2 separate regions of the Ovis aries genome follow, and region 2 is linked to region 1. The links are chromatin contacts, called in public Hi-C maps. All regions are on one chromosome and are shown on one strand. The core of a region is the stretch at or near the end of the contact, and the rest is flanking DNA. Distances in the headings are between cores, read along the strand shown.

The links. Hi-C and Micro-C count contacts between places; a contact is called where the count stands out from the background.
Region 2: a contact with region 1 is called in a Hi-C map of tail adipose tissue, with 6 times the contacts expected there. The contact joins the promoter of BLCAP here to the promoter of MROH8 in region 1. A contact is called at or near these places in 8 of 16 Hi-C or Micro-C datasets (blood, hypothalamus, mesenteric adipose tissue and 4 more).

The regions. Positions count from the first base shown.
Region 1 is chr13:66,128,733-66,132,079 of ARS-UI_Ramb_v3.0, reverse strand. It overlaps MROH8 (maestro heat like repeat family member 8), which reads left to right and starts at 2,060. Exons shown (of 23, transcript XM_027977174.2): 1 at 2,060-2,427. The coding sequence starts at 2,141. It overlaps RPN2 (ribophorin II), which reads right to left and starts at 2,585. Exons shown (of 17, transcript XM_042230365.1): 1 at 2,557-2,585. The coding sequence starts at 2,575.
Region 2 is chr13:66,454,785-66,457,884 of ARS-UI_Ramb_v3.0, reverse strand. It overlaps BLCAP (BLCAP apoptosis inducing factor), which reads left to right and starts at 1,580. Exons shown (of 6, transcript XR_009596111.1): 1 at 1,580-1,707.

The sequences.
Region 1 (3,347 bases), core at 811-3,310:
CTTCTAAGTAACAGTAATCACAGGGTTAACATTTATAATTAATGCCCCTTTGCCTATATCGTCTACTTCAGTTTGAACTAGAACCCCTTGAGAAAGTTATTTTACAAATAAGAAAGACAACCAGAACAGCCCAGACACAGCCAATCTTGGACTCATACCCAGGTCCATCTAAAGAGTTCTCACTCCACTATTTTTGGTAGAATGTTGATGAAGGGATGCCTACATTAGGGATTTGAGTGTTCGTGCTACTTAAGCCCTTGTGTGTATTAAATAACCTAAAGAATGTGAAAGCTCTTTAAAAAAACTAGAAAGAGATCTGCAATGTGGATCATCGTTCATCCAATGTTTCTGAACTATGTACCAAGAACTATTTTTGGTGTTAATACAACACGAAATGGAACAAAAACCCCTAACCTCATGGAACTTACACTCCAGTGGGAAAAGACATGACACAAAATAACTAAGAAACATTATTCATCATCTTAGAAGGTGAAAAGTGCTGTGGAGAAAAATAAAGAACATAAGGGATATCTGGGAAGAGCTGAAACTTTAAACATGGCAGCCTCTGAAGGCCTAACTAAGAAATAGATATTATGTATAAATCTGAGGGAAAAGAAGGAGCAAGTCATGAAGATATCGGGAGGAAACTATCCCAAGAAGAAAAGCAAGTACAAAGACCCTGAATCTGGAGTGCGGACAGGACTTTCTGCACTAGCCAGGGCAACATGGCTGGAGAGGATTAAGGGGTGAGAAGTAGGACAAGGTGACAGACACAGCAAAGGTCAAGCCCAGACGACCCTATGGGCACCCTGGCTTTTATTAAGTGAGAAAATTTTGAGCAGAGGAGTGATCTGACTTTCATTTTAACAGGAACTTTGTGTTGAGAACAAACAATACTGTGCTGAGATTATAGAGGGGCAAGGATAGAAAAAGAGACACCAGTCAGGAGACCACAGCCACATCTCAAGAAAAAAGATGGTGGTGGTGGTCTAAACCAGGGGACCAGCTGGTTGGAGTCTGGCTAGAACTCAATCAGAATTGCTGATACGTGTAAAGATGTAAAAGAGGGATCCAGATACTAATGCTGACCCAGTGCCTTGAATACGTGCATGTACTCAGTGCATTAAGATCTAGTAACTGTGACTAGCATTTTCCCAGCTAGACTGCAAGTTTCTCTAACATAGCACTTGGGCCAGTATCCTGATCTTCCCACCTCGTATCAAGGATATTAACCATACATCTTTGGGGACTGTAATCTGAGCACTTAACACGTGCCTGGTATGCCCCACAATACTAAAGAACTCTGTGTGCATTTAGTCATTAAATCTTCACAATACCCAAGTCTGCGCACTTTACAGACCAAGAAACTGAGTCTCAGAAATAGTTACCTGCCCTAAGACAGGTTAACCAGTTGAGAATCAAACTGCAGGAACTCTATTATCTTCAACCTGTCAAATAATGGAGCAGCGAGCCCACAGATTTATTCATTGTTACCTTGGGCAAGTTACCTGTCTTCTCTGAGATTCCGTCTGTCAAGTGGAAATAATAAAATAGTACCCATTTCCCATGTTGCTGTGAGACTACACGAGGTTGCATCCTGCAGTGTCCTCTCAATACCTGGCAATATAGTTCAGTTTACTGAGTGCTTACTGATTGCGGCGCACTGTTCTACACTATGCAGGGAGATGGTCTCATTTAACTCTAATTTACGAGACTAACCTATTTAACAGATGAGAAACTGAGGTGCAGAGGAGTTAAGTAACTTGCACGGGGTCACTTTACGAAAACGTGGCACACTGCAAGTTTGTACCCGGAGACATCTTAAATTCAGAACTCACGCTCGTAAGCTCCCAAAAAGGTGTGACTTTCTCACCCCTTTCACTGAACAGGAAACTATGGTTCAAACAAGGACGATTTAGCCAAAAGCTCACTCTTAGGCCACCTGGCCCGGAAGCGCGCGCGAGTCAAATGAATGGGTGAAGCCAGACCGCGGATTCTCCACGGCTGCAGTCCCCGCCTGGGTCTCGGGGGGACCCGTAGCCCGCGCCGCACCCACCGCCACCCTCTCCTCCACTCGCCCGCAGTCCCAACCGCTGGCCAGCCCCCCGTCAGACGCCGGACCCCCAAAGAGCCCGAGCTCATGCCCCTGCCCCGCAGGGGAAGAGGACCCCTCCTGGCCGGCCCCCGAATGGCGAGCACTAGCCTCCCGCGGGCGACGGCCCACTCGCCAAGGCGTGTGGGCCGCGGGACCCCGTTGTCGAGCCCTGCACAACGCCTCACCCCGCAGCGCCATTCCTCCGAGCAGGTCCCGCCAGGGCCCGAGCCGCAGGCGGACTTCCGCTCGGGAGGGTGGCTCCAAAAGGACTCCGGAGGGGACGCCAGGGACTCGCGGCAGACCCCGTGTGCTGGGATGGGCTCCAGGCACAGGTCAGTCCCCGCCGTTCCGCTGGGCCGGGCCGCTCTCACCAGCTGCACGGTGCTGAGCGCGCAGTGCGCCACGGCCCTCGCGTACACGTCCGCGTCCCCCCCCCGCGCCCCGGCCCACTTGGAACCGACCTCCTCGCAACCGTCCCATTCCGGAAGCCACCGGCAGGCGGTTGGACGAGACCTCGGGGGTGGGCCCGAGACGGGGCCTCCTGTGATTGGCCGATCGCACTGTCACTCAGTCGTCTCTCTGCTACCCGGCCGATTTTAAAGGAATGGAAAGGGTCCGGTGGAAAAGGGCCGGCAACATTTGAGCGGTTTGCGGGTTTGTTCTTTTTTTTTTTTAATAAGAAAATTATGACAGCTTTCCCTGAAGATTGTTTCGGTTGTTAGTAACTGACTTATAACTGACTTTTTAACTGATCTGCATACCTTTGTGTGAGGAGAATATAAATCCCAATGGAAGTGACTCATCTAAGAATTTATTAATTAGGTAATTCAAGATTATGGAGCGTTTACGGGATAGCCAGACAGGGTACTAAACGCTCCATGTACTTTGTTTCATTCACTGCTCATCCCCAGTCTGTGAGATATGTACTATTAATATTTCCATTTTATAGAGAAGGATATTTAAAAATGTGAACCAGGACAGTCTGACTATAATCTGCTTTTAACTGTTACGAACACAAAGTATTCACAATGCGATATAACTTTTACAATCATTAGTGTCCTGGATATTACCGTCTATTACTGTCCCAAACAAGGAAGAGTCAGTTCTTTCTCTGTTTGGTAGTGTCCTATTGTATGGTATACTAGCCATTAAATATGTGGATATTTTAATTTGAATTTAAGTAAAATTAAAAATTCAGTTTATCATTTGTATTAACCATATTTCAAACATTCAGTGGCCCCACGTGGCTGGT
Region 2 (3,100 bases), core at 331-2,830, 330 kb before region 1:
ATGTCCATTGAGCCAGTGATGCTATCTATCCCATCTTCTGCCTCCCCTTTCTCCTTTTGCCTTCAGTCTTTCCCAACATCAGGGTCTTTTCCAGTGAGCTGGTTCTTTGCATCAGGTGGCCAAAGTATTGGAACTTCAGCAACAGTCCTTCCAACGAGTATTCAGGGTTGTTTTCCTTTAGGATTGACTGGTTTGATCTCCTTGCTGAACAAGGGACTCCATTTGTACTAATAGGTAGCTTTGAGTGCTAACTTTGTGACACTGTCAACAGAAAAAGGGGCTTCCCTGTGGCTCAGCTGGTGAAGAATCTACTTGCAATGCACGAGACTTCCCTGGGTTGGGAAGATCCCCTGGAGAAGGGAAAGGCTACCCACTCCAGTATTCTGGCCTGGAGAATTCCATGGACTGTATAGTCCACGGGGTCGCAAAGAGTCAGACATGACTGAGCGACTTTCACTTCATATACTTCACTTAACAGAAAAAGAGCAAAACTAAGCATGAACTTCTTGAATTCTCAGGAACAAACACATGGGACAGAGTCTCAAGTTTTCCTCATTATACCCCTGGGAAATGCGATGAGGCTTGATCACGCCAACTCCGCCCATGGCAATGCGAGGCACAGAGAGGTTAAGCCACTTGTTCAGTCACACAGCCAGTGAACGCAGAGTGGGACTAAAACCCTGGCATTCTGGCTGCAATCTGTGCTACTGCAGAGCTCACTGCTTGGTAACAGTGTTTCTTATTACATTTTTTAAATTAGAGTATAGTTGATTTACAATATTAGTTTCAGGTGTGCAGCATAGTGAGTCAACCTTTTTATAGATTATATTCCATTTAAGGTTATTGCAAAATAATGGCTGTATTTCTCCATGCTGTACAATATACTCTTGTTGCTTATTTTTATACATAGTAGTTTGTGTCTTATAATCTCTTATCGTTATCTTGCCCCTCCTTTCTTCCCTCTCCTTATTGATAACCACGAGTTTGTTCTCAACATCTGTGAATCTGTTTCTGTTTTCATATATATTTGCATCTTACTACATTTTAAATCTTTTGATATCACATAGCTTCTTCGGTGATTTAGCAAATAACTATTGTTCTCTTCCAGTTAAATTTCCTGACTTTCCTGTCTTGATAAGGAAATAATGTTGATCTGCAAAAAACACTATTGTCATGTGGAATGATGATCTAGGAAAGTAGGTCTTATCGGTTCCCCAAAGCTTGTGCTATAAATAACAACCTTTTGCTGATTCGTTATCATTTAGCTCCAGATTTGCCATCCAGTTCCAACCAACTTCCATGGACCTGGTTACCAGCTAAATCAGAGGCTTGGAGGCAAATGAGAAAGGGCAGAGATTTTCCTGGCTTTTCATCCATCCATCCATTCATTCACCAGTTACTGCCTCCTCCTTCCTGCCGGGCCCTATCCTGTGCTCTGAGACCAAGAAGTGACCTCAAAACGAGCCCTGCCCTCAAGCAGCTGTAGCCAAGTGAGAGTTAACAGATGCAGGAAGTGCGCACAGATGGGCGTTGCATAACTGCCCACCTCCCCGGACCGTGTACATAGGGCGTTTGTCTCATTTCTCTATCCTCCATGCCTAGCACAGGACTGGGCCACATTTTAGGTGCTCAATAAATGTTTGCTGACTGAATGCGAAGGCTTCGTGGATTGACCTGGGGCTTCGACACTGGAGAGGCTACTGACAGGTGAAGACGTGGTGGCGGGTAGAGGGGGCCACCCCCTCAAGAGGACCAGTGACAAGGCCATCTTAGAAGGGTCATCCTAGCTGCTGTGTGGGGAATGCAGATTCTGGGTGAGATGGGAAGTCGGGGGGCGGGTGGGGAGGGAGACCTGCTAGGAGGCCAATACAGTGTCAAGGAAAGAGAGGACTGTGGTCTGGACCAAGGCTTTGCTAGTGAGGCCAGGAAAGGCCTGAGGGGAGACTGTGAAGGAATGGACAAGATGTGGGAGGCGTGAAGCAGGAGAGGGTGGGAGTCACAGGTGAGTCTTGGTATCTGGGGGAGGGGGCAGATTGGCTCTGTTGAGCAAAATTTGAGGGCAGAAAGACCTTCCAGGTCCCTCAGGTCAGCTCTGGTGTCATTTCTGCTACCTGGAACGGAGCTGGGCAGGAGGGGGATGGGTGCAGCTGTCCTGTGCAAAAAGGGAAGTCAGTTCCTTACGAATTAGAGGCCCTGCCTCACCTTCACCTGTTTTCTGGGCCCTGAGGGGGAGAAGGTTTGCCCCTGGGACCTTGTCAATGCCCAGAGGGTCGCTGGAGGGTGACGTTCCTCCAAAAATGCACGTTCTGATTCTTGCTCAGCTGCACACGCTGCACCCCATGGACGGCAGGACCTCCTCCTCCTTCTGAATATCTTTTCTTTTTCTTGGGATATAACATACATAAAGTATGTAAAATCCTCTAATCTTAAGATATAGCTTGCTGAATTTCTGCCCACATCATCACCATCCAGACTGAGATATGGACCTTTGCCAGCACCCCAGAAAATTCCCTCCTGCTCCTCTCCCATCTCTATGCCCTCCTCTGACCCAGGTGACTACTATTCTGATTTTTAGAACTGTAGGTCAGTTTTGCCTGCCCTGGAACTTCCTGGGAATGGAATCATACATGATGTGTTGTTTTGCATCTGGAGTCTTTCGATCCACATACTCTCCATGACTATAATCTACATGGTCACGAGTCAGCAACTCATTATTTTTTTTCTTATGCCATGCCACTCGGTTTGTAGGATTTCAGTTCCCCCATCAGGGACTGAACCCAGGCCACAGCAGTAAAAGCCCAGATTCCTAATCACTAGGGCACCAGGGGACTCCCAACAATTTGTGCTTTTTTATATATAAACATAGTATTCCATTGGATGGACACGCCATAATTTATTTATCCATTCTGTTTATGAACACTGGGTTATGTCCTCTTTGAGCTATGAATAAATCTGCTATGAAAACCCTTGCACAAGGGACTTTCCTGGCAGTACAGCGGTTAAGAATCTGCCTTGCAATGCAGGGGATTTGGGCTCCATCCCTGGTGGTGGAATTAAGAGTCCCATGTGCCACAGAGCAACTACTGAAGCCCAAGTACCG